3 separate regions of the Mus musculus genome follow, and all the other regions are linked to region 3. A link is a contact called in public HiCAR-type and HiChIP or PLAC-seq data. All regions are on one chromosome and are shown on one strand. The core of a region is the stretch at or near the end of the contact, and the rest is flanking DNA. Distances in the headings are between cores, read along the strand shown.

What was found. HiCAR-type assays count read pairs that join an accessible place to other places. HiChIP or PLAC-seq counts read pairs in DNA pulled down with a chosen protein or histone mark.
Region 1: an H3K27ac HiChIP or PLAC-seq map of bone marrow-derived dendritic cells shows a contact between it and region 3, with 10 times the contacts expected there. The contact joins the promoter of Plxnd1 here to the promoter of Irak2 in region 3.
Region 2: a HiCAR-type map of astrocytes shows a contact between it and region 3, with 2.8 times the contacts expected there. The contact joins the promoter of Zfand4 here to the promoter of Irak2 in region 3.

The regions. Positions count from the first base shown.
Region 1 is chr6:115,993,386-115,996,377 of GRCm38.p6, forward strand. It overlaps Plxnd1 (plexin D1), which reads right to left and starts at 1,620. Exons shown (of 36, transcript NM_026376.3): 1 at 104-1,620. The coding sequence starts at 1,420.
Region 2 is chr6:116,262,769-116,265,658 of GRCm38.p6, forward strand. Zfand4 (zinc finger, AN1-type domain 4) reads left to right here and starts at 1,451. Exons shown (of 10, transcript NM_001309446.1): 1 at 1,451-1,544.
Region 3 is chr6:113,636,796-113,639,729 of GRCm38.p6, forward strand. It overlaps Irak2 (interleukin-1 receptor-associated kinase 2), which reads left to right and starts at 1,672. Exons shown (of 13, transcript NM_172161.4): 1 at 1,672-1,846. The coding sequence starts at 1,753.

The DNA of each region.
Region 1 (2,992 bases), core at 370-2,869, 2.4 Mb after region 3:
ACCCAGTACGCTCCCGGGCCAGCACCGCTGGCAGTAACCAATCCTCTGGGATATCTGCGTGCATACTGTATCCCCGCACACGCCCCTCAGGTCTATGGCTTACCTGTATGTTGCGCTTGCTCTCGCAGGCCGGCCCGGTGCCCTGCACCACACTGTCCAACACCGCCACCACGTCGGGCGCCGGCTCCACGAAGCAGGCGGTGCGCGCTGCACGAATGGCAGCCTGCACGTCGTCGAAGCGGAAGGCGCAAAGCGCGGCCGGGGCGTTGCGGGCACCTGGGGCGCCCTGGGGCCTCTCGAAGACAGCGAAGAACTGCTCGCGCGCGGGGAAAACCGACACGAGGCGGCTGTAGAGGTCGCCGCGGCCCGCGCCGCCCGCGCACTGCAAGCCCAGTTGGATGTAGGACTCGGTGAGCTTCTTGGCGTCGCCACCCGCGCCGCGGGGCAGGCAGATGCGCGCCAGCAGGCTGCGCGCCTGGCTGTCCTTGTCGCCCGCACGCGCCTCGCTGTTGAGCGCCAGGTACGCGTAGGGCTGCGCGCTGTGCGGTGGCACCGCCGGGTGCAAGAAGGCACGCACGAAGCCCAGCTTGTGCTGCTCCTTGGCGCCCTGCTTGATCTTCAGGATGTTATCGTCCGACGGGTTAAGGTCGAAGGTGAAGAGCTTGGCCAAGTCTCCACGCGCGTCCAGGGAGCGGATAGCGATCTCGGGCGTGTTCTCGAAGCGGTGGTCTTCTAGGCTACGGTTGCGCGGGAAGAAAGCGCTGCCGAAGCCGGTGTACGTGGCGCCCACGAGCAGACGGCTGCCCCCGGTGCCCGAGGTAGGCGGCAGCACCAGTCCCACAGTGGACGCGTTGGGGTGGTTGGCGGCCACGTTGAGCATGCTGGGGAACACGGTGACCGGTTCTGCGGTCGGCGCGGCAGGCGGAAAGCTCACGGCCAGGGCTGAGATGTTGCCCCGGCGCCTCAGCTGGCACAGACCCTGGTAGATGGAGCCGCACGCGACCACCAGACCCTGGCCCGGGTCCAACTGCAGGATTTTGTTGTAGTTGTCCGTGAGGCGCCGCGGGTGCTCGCACGAGGCCTGCGGGAGCTGCGGGGCGTGACACAGCGGGCTGTCCGGCACGGGACCCACGGTCGCCTCGGCTTCCAGGCTCAAGTTGGCACTCGACAGTTGGTACAGGCGGTTCACTGCCGCCAAGTACACGGTGCCCGCCGTGCCGTCCAGGGCGAAGTTGTTGGTGGGCGTGGGCGAGGGGAAACGGCGCTGGATCTCTAGGGCGCCGGCCCGTGCCGCCCCGAGCAGCAGCAGCAGAGGCAGCGGCAGCAGACCAGGGCCCCGCGAGTGAGGGCGCGGACGCAAGGGGACGGCCGCGGCGGCCCGGGCGCTAGGGGGTGCGCCGCCCGCGGCGCGACGAGCCATCCAGGCGAGCGCGGGCTGCGCGGCGCGGCGAGTGCATGGGGCGCGGCGCGGCCGGGAGCCGGGAGCTCGGAGGCGGCGAGAGGCGGGGGGGGGGCCCGGGCCGCGAGGCGCTTCCTGCCCGCGCCTGCCGCCCCCGGCCCCGGCGCCCCGGCCCGACTCTGGCGAGGCGCTCAGCCCGGGGGCGGCTCCGTGGAGACCACGCCCACAGCCCATCTCCCCGCCCCAGCAGCTTGGCCCACGCCCTTTCGCCCCGGGCCACGCCCCCGGCCACGCCTCTGGGCCACGCCCCGCGGTCCGAGGTCACTGGTGGCCGATACCCGGGCAGTCGCAAGTTGCCTGCCTCTTTCCTGGTTCCTGGCCAGCTCCTGGAATGTCTTCCTCTCGCTTGTTTGTTATCCTTCCTCTCTTTCTCCTCGCTCTAGTACCTTCTCTGTTCTGTTTCTGGGCTCCCGTTTGCCTTCCACCGCCTCTCAGAGTTTCGCTCTTTCAATCTCTCGGACTCCCCTACTCCGATCCTGTCAACTCCGCCCCGTGTCTCTCCCGCGTCACTCCCTCTCCCTCATCTGCGTTTCCTTTTTTTTTTTTTTCTTTCTGTTCCCGCTGCTCTCCCTCTCTACTCTTTTCCTCTCCTTGCCCCTAAAGCCCTCCATTTCCCCTCAACCGCCTGCCCCTTCTGGCCACAGTCCCCCTCCCCGCCCCCCCCGCCCCCCCCCCCCCCCGCTCACACCCCCTATGTTCTCCAAGCCTCACTCTAAAGACCAGCCAGACCAGGGACATCAGGCCCCTGGCTAACCTATGGTCTGTTCCCCGAACTGCTCTGTAAAAGGAGTTTGCAAGCAGCAGGCTCCGGGGACAAACTTGACAATCCCACAGCAAAAGTAGGAAACTGTGTTGAGAGGAAGTTCATTCCTCTTGCAAGGGCAGGCTGGGCTGAGCAGAACACCAGACACAGGGCCTTACTTTCTGGATAGAGCCAAACCCCGCAGACCCCCAGGACCTTGCCCTTAGGCCAAGGTTCTGAGAAACCTAAAGTCATTCCACATATGAGCTGGCACTGGGCACCGGACTCCTTTGACCTTCAAAGGAACAGGTAGGCCCTGGGATAAAGGCAAGGAGTCATTTTCCTAAGGTCATAGAAACCCAGGTGATCCTCTCCATAGCATGGGAGTGCCCACATAGGACCACACCAAATGCTAACCTCCTTACAAAGACTCAACCCACTTTCCGTGCATGGAAACTGAGGCCCCAGAAGTAAAGCCCAAAATACACCGCTAAGGGGGAAGGTGGGACACAGACCCATTGTTTGAAGCCACAGTTCCAGCTACAAGTTCTCAGTCAGGGTCTCCTAGCAGCTTGCAGCTGTCACTTGAGGCCTAGTGGCCCTCTCTCAGAGGGTGACCTTGCTCCCACCAGATAGGAAGGAAGGATGGGGAGGGGCTTTCCCTGTGCCTGAAGGGTCAGCAGCAAGGGCTCAGAGCCCAGCCATCCCCATTTCCCTGGCCCCCACCCCAACCTTCCTGTCCCTGTGCCTGCCTGCCGGCTTGCCTGCCATGTTCCAGCCCATTCATGGCC
Region 2 (2,890 bases), core at 201-2,700, 2.6 Mb after region 3:
TGGTCAGGCACCAGACCTGAAGGGTTTGCTCTGTCGGTGGGTCTGGGTGCTGTGATGGTCTAGCACGTGAAAGGTTATGCATTTATGGGTTCTAAGCCCATGAGAAGAGCTTTCTACTGAATTCCCAAAAAGTGGGTCTGCAATCTTGTAAGGGGAACTGTGGTCCTCTGTTGTCTTAATAATGTGCAGAAAGTTTTATTGGAACACAGCCTCCATCATGGCTACATTATCTGGCTACCCCAGTCAGAATTCAGAAGTGACAGGAAATGGGATTTTTTATCTGTAGGCAAAAATTTGCCTCTCATAGCTTTTGTTTCCTCCTTTGTAAATGGTTTCAGTACTAAAATTGCAAGATTGTTGTTGAGAATAGACCTTTTTGTCTGCCCTTTAAAATGGTAGGTTATGACTGGTGATGTATGGTTTGATGAGGTTATGAAATGTTAAGCTAAAAAAATAAAATTTAAGCGCATCCACTGGATGCTAGAGCACGTGAGTGCTGTGAGTGATCACGATGTCCTGCGCAGGCACTGTCCTCCTAGGCTCTGTTCATGTTACCATCATGGCTCTGGCCTCAATAGAGTTGGAAGTTATCAGCCCAGTCATGGGCTGAGTTTAAGAGCAAGAGGCTGACAAAAGGCCTCACCATACCATCTACCTCAGTCCCGAGGAGTTGAAACTGTGGAGACTAGTGGCTCAGGTCTCGGAGGATAATGAGAGGGTGGGAGAAGACTGATCAGGGCCAGGGTTCTTTTGCAAGTTGACTATGAGGGAGCGCTTTCATGGTCCTCTGCAGTCCTCCTGGTAAAACACTTGAGTTGAACCTCCTATGAAGGAACCGAAGCAGCAGGGGCCCAACCTAGTTGGAAGGCATGTGTAGTCAGAAAGCCAGTCAGTTTATATCCCACTTCAGCTCGGTGCACAGCAAAAGTAGGACGGGATCTGAGCTCAGGTTGAGACTGTTTGACCTATAATCTTCAAATAGTTGCTCAAATGCAAAAGGCATATAGAAATGTTCCCATTTTACAGATGACACAACTGAGTCAGAAATGTTAGGAGAACGTGGAGTACAAGAAAAGGGTGACTAGCATGGACATCCTTTTAAGTGTCCTAGGCCATGAGTAAATAACAAATGCCAAAGACCCTCCTATCCCCAAAGAACCTTAGAAGTGCCCCAGCCACTCTGGTGCCGGCTCTTCCCAGACGCTGTGCCCCGTCTCCAGTCTCCTACCCTGCCCTAGACGGGTCCTGCAACCAGTTATAAAGAGTCAACATACGGGCCAGTTCTAACCGACAACCCTTCCTGAAAGCCCGTGCGACCCCGGCGTCCGAGCAACCGCCAGCCGCGGAAGACTAGGCCCCGCCCCTCGCGAGCTGATTGGAGGGCGTCGGCAGCGCTGATCGGCGATTGGTGAGCGGTGTCACAAAGGGCGGGACCGGAGCTTCGCGGGCCAGCGTAGGCCGGCGTCTCGGGCGCGCGAACTCCTATCCGCCTGCGGGCAGGCGAGCGAGCGAGCGGGCGGACGCGACCACCGGAGGGCGAGCGGGTGAGGGGCGCGGCGGGGCGGGGCGCGGCGCGGCCCGGAGGGAGGGCGGGTGGTGGAAGGGCCTGCTGCGTCTTCGCTGCCCCGGTGCGCCCGCCTCAGCTGCAGCCTGGTCACACCCGTGCTTCTCTGCCTACGGACTCACGGACAAATTGGTCGTACCCGTGGCTCGGGGTGCTGCTGACCCGACTTTGGGTCTGAGTGTGGTCCCTGCTGGTTGTGGCCCCAGGGCAGCACCCCCGCACTTGTGCATCGCTCCTAGGCCAGAGTGTGGTTCTAATCTGTAGCTCGATTTTCACACATCTGTAAAAGGACAAGAGTCACCTTTTTAAAAGGCTGCAACATATTGTGGGTATATTTATGTTGGGGGGAAAAATTAAAAACTAACTCGTCGTGTGACTAAGTTCCTGTGGACGAGAAGGAAGCAAAGGCCAAGGTACTGAAATTACCCCTTGAGTGCAGTTATTGCCGCTTTTGTTGGTTGGTTTTAGACATTTCAAAAGATGAAAGAAATGTTGGAAATTCACTTTGATTTTTCTCTAACAGTTTTCAAGATAAATTAGCAATTTAATCATCGTTTTATTTACTTATATTATTAAACATCACTATACGTTTTTATTGTCAATTGGTTTTCCAGTGCTCATTCATGCATACCACGGGCCACTTTGAGGATGCTTGCAGGCCTCAATGGACCCAGTTTTAGTACGCTAGGTCATTGGCCCACTTGAGCTTCCACTAGGCCATGTAATATTCTGCTGTGGTTTAGCCGGCCAGCACAACCTTTTGTCTTGTTACATTAATTTCCTTTGCTGAGAAGTATGACACAGCCGGGCGTGGTGGCGCACACCTTTAATCCCAGCACTCGGGAGGCAGAGGCAGGCGGATTTCTGAGTTCGAGGCCAGCCTGGTCTACAAAGTGAGTTCCAGGACAGCCAGGGCTGGACAGCCAGGGCTATACAGAGAAACCCTGTCTCGAAAAAAACAAAAACAAAAACCCAACCAACCAACCAAACAAAAAAGTATGCAACACAATTGCTTTCAGATATGGTCACCACCCTCGGTTCTTTTTGTGTATTGGAAATTATGCCACTAACTGGGACCAAACTTCATTTGGGAGTTCTTGTACCACTGATGATGCACCTACTGCTGTGCTGATTTTCTTCTACTTATAGGCACGTTAGTCTCATTTCAGATCTGTGCATTGAAGGATTACATGTTGCCTATGCGTATTTCACTATAATGCTGTTTTTTTTTTCTTTTTCTTCTTATAATGCTGTTGTTTTGTTTTGTTTTTGTGAAATTGCAGATTGAGCCCAGGGCCTAATATGTGCTAGGAAATACCCTATCAC
Region 3 (2,934 bases), core at 422-2,921:
GGCTGTCACACTTGACAGACCGGAGAGGGTGCAGCAACATTTATCTTCCTGGAGGGTAAGATCCATCCAGATGTTCGGTGGACTGGATTTTACTCCACAAAACCTAGTTTCAGGAACTTAGGAAGATAAGCAGAACAATAGAACACTTGCCTAGCTGGCGAAGGACCTGGGCTTGATCCCCGACCTGGCAGAGAAATAAAGTTCAAAACAGTGATTGGAATGGTGGCACACGCCTTTCATCTCGGCAATCGGGAGGCAGAGACAAGTGGATCTCTGTGAGTTCAAGGTCAACCTGGTCCACACCCAGAGCTACACAGAAAATAAATTTAAAATGAGCCTTTTGTTTTTGTTTTGTTTTTCAAGACAGCCACCGAGGGCTAAAATGAACTTCTTTAAGTTTTTAAATTTATTTTACTTTGTGTGTACAAGTGTTTTGACTGCATGTATGTCTATACACCATGTGCATGCCTGGTCCCCAAGGACGTCAGAAGGTATCGGATCCCTTGGAACTAGAGATAGGGATTCTTGTGAGCTGCCACGTTGGTGTTAGGAACTGCTTTTCCAAAAGTAGTAAGGGCTCTCAACCACTGAACCACTTCTCCACCCCACCTCCTCAAATAGGAACTTTTTTTAAAAAAAAGATTTATTTATTTATTATATACAAGTACACTGTAGCTGTCTTCAGACACCCCAGAAGAGGGCATCAGATCTCATTACAGATGGTTGTGAGCCATGTGGTTGCTGGGATTTGAACTCAGGACTTCTGGAAGCACAGTGCTCTTAAATGCTGAGCCATCTCTCCAGCCCGAAATATGAATTTTTTTATTGACATGAAAACTATTTGTTATTGCCTTTTATTATTGTTTTTTTTTTTTTTCCGAGATAGGTTTCTCTGTGTAGCCCTGGCTGTTCTGGAACTCATTCTGTAGACCAGGCTGGCCACCAACTCAGAGATCCTACTGCCTCTGCCTCCTGAATGCTAGGATTAAATATGTTCACCACCAACTGCGAGTTTACTTTTTTTTTTTTTTTTTTTTGATTTTTCGAGACAGGGTTTGTCTATGTAGCCCTGGCTGTCCTAGAACTCACTTTGTAGACCAGGCTGGCCTCGAACTCAGAAATCCGCCTGCCTCTGCCTTCCGAGTGTTGGGATTAAAGGCGTGCGCCACCACGCCCGGCGCGAGTTTACTTTTTAATTTAAAAAAGTCTCACTTTGTAGTCCCTTTGGCCTGCCTTGGAACTCAGTGTGTGTGCAACCAGACTGGCTTCGAACTTGTGACTGTCCTCCAGCCTAAGAGCTGAGGTTACAGGTGTGTCACCTACCCAGATCACTTTTAAATTGTTCAGCACAAGGTTTGATTCGTTCCTTCTGTCCACACTGAAGGCAAAATCTCTTGGTTTTCTCCGCTTAAGTCTCTCCAGTACCTGTTATATGAGCGCATTTTAGGAGGCTGTGGAGGTCAAGTTAGCCAGCCTCAGGGAGTGCTTTGGAACTCTGGATTGTAGGATGCCTTTCCCAGGCCCTTGGTCTACTCCTGACACTGGTCCAGGGGTCGGGTGGCATGTGCTACTGAATGCCACTGGGAGGCGCTCGCTTGCCCGCTCTCGGCCATAGCTTGGGTGGAGCGTGACACCGCGCTTGGCCGCTCGGGGGAGCTTGCTCGCTTACCCAGTGGGGCCGCGGGCAGCGCCGCCCTTTACTAGGGAAGTCGCGGCCCTCCGCCACAGGCTCAGTCGCCAGGCAGTCTCGCCATGGCTTGCTACATCTACCAGCTGCCGTCCTGGGTGCTGGACGACCTGTGCCGCAATATCGACACGCTCAGTGAGTGGGACTGGATGCAGTTCGGTGAGTGACACTACTTACTCTGAGCCAGGACCCGAGATAGACAGACAGATCCACGCCCCCCCACCCCCACCCCGCCCCGTGTTACCTGAGGCCGGGGATTCCTGTGTAGAACGCTGCTGCTTTGCTTTACTTTGCAGAACGAGCTGGAGCTGCCTATGAAGTTGCTTATAGCCTAGGGTGGTCTGCTCACTATGTAGCTTCTTGGCGAGTTTTGGCTGTCTGTATGCTTGTAGAGCTGTTACCAGGGCTGTGATCTACCTTGCAGCCTGTGGTATCTGGGGCCACCCTCCTAACTTCCCTGAAACTTGCCTTAATCTATAAACTGCAGCTGACAAGGGTAGATTCTTTATACAGTTGTAAAAATAAAATAGTGTCAACCGGGCAGTGGTGGCGCACGACTTTAATCCCAGCACTTGGGAAGCAGAGACAGGTGGATTTCTGAGTTCGAGGCCAGCCTGGTCTACAGAGTGAGTTCCAGGACAGCCAGGGCTAAACAGAGAAACCCTGTCTCAAAAGACCAAAATAAATAAATAAATAAAATAAAATAAAATAAAATAGTGTCAAAGAATGTACCTTCCCTACCTTAGTGTCGTCATTCTGTGGCATATTTTCCATTCTTATTATTTTGAGACAGGGTCACCCAGTGTAGCCCTGGTACTTGCTTTGTAGATCAGGCTGGCCTGGAACTAACAGAGCTCTACCTGCCTCTCCTGCTGGAATACTGAGTTAAAGGTGTAGTCCACCATTCCTGGCTAGTCATTTATTTTTCTGCAGTGAGGGAACTTTGATCCTAGGGCCTCGTGCCTGTTAGAAAAGTCACACTACCACTGAGCCATAGTCCAGGTGACGTTCTTGGACTTTTGAGACCTGTTTTTCGTTTGTTTGTTTGTTTGTTGTTGTGTTTTTTAATGTAGCCCATGTTGCCTTGGAATTTGTCATTGTCCTGTCTCAGCCTCCTAAGTGTGGGATTATAAATTTGAATCTCTTGTATTTGTGGGGTAGGGGGTGGGGTGGGAAGGAATAAGGGGCTCATGTAGCTCAGGCTAGCCTTGGATGCCCTGGAACTTCTGACCCTCTCACTTCCATTT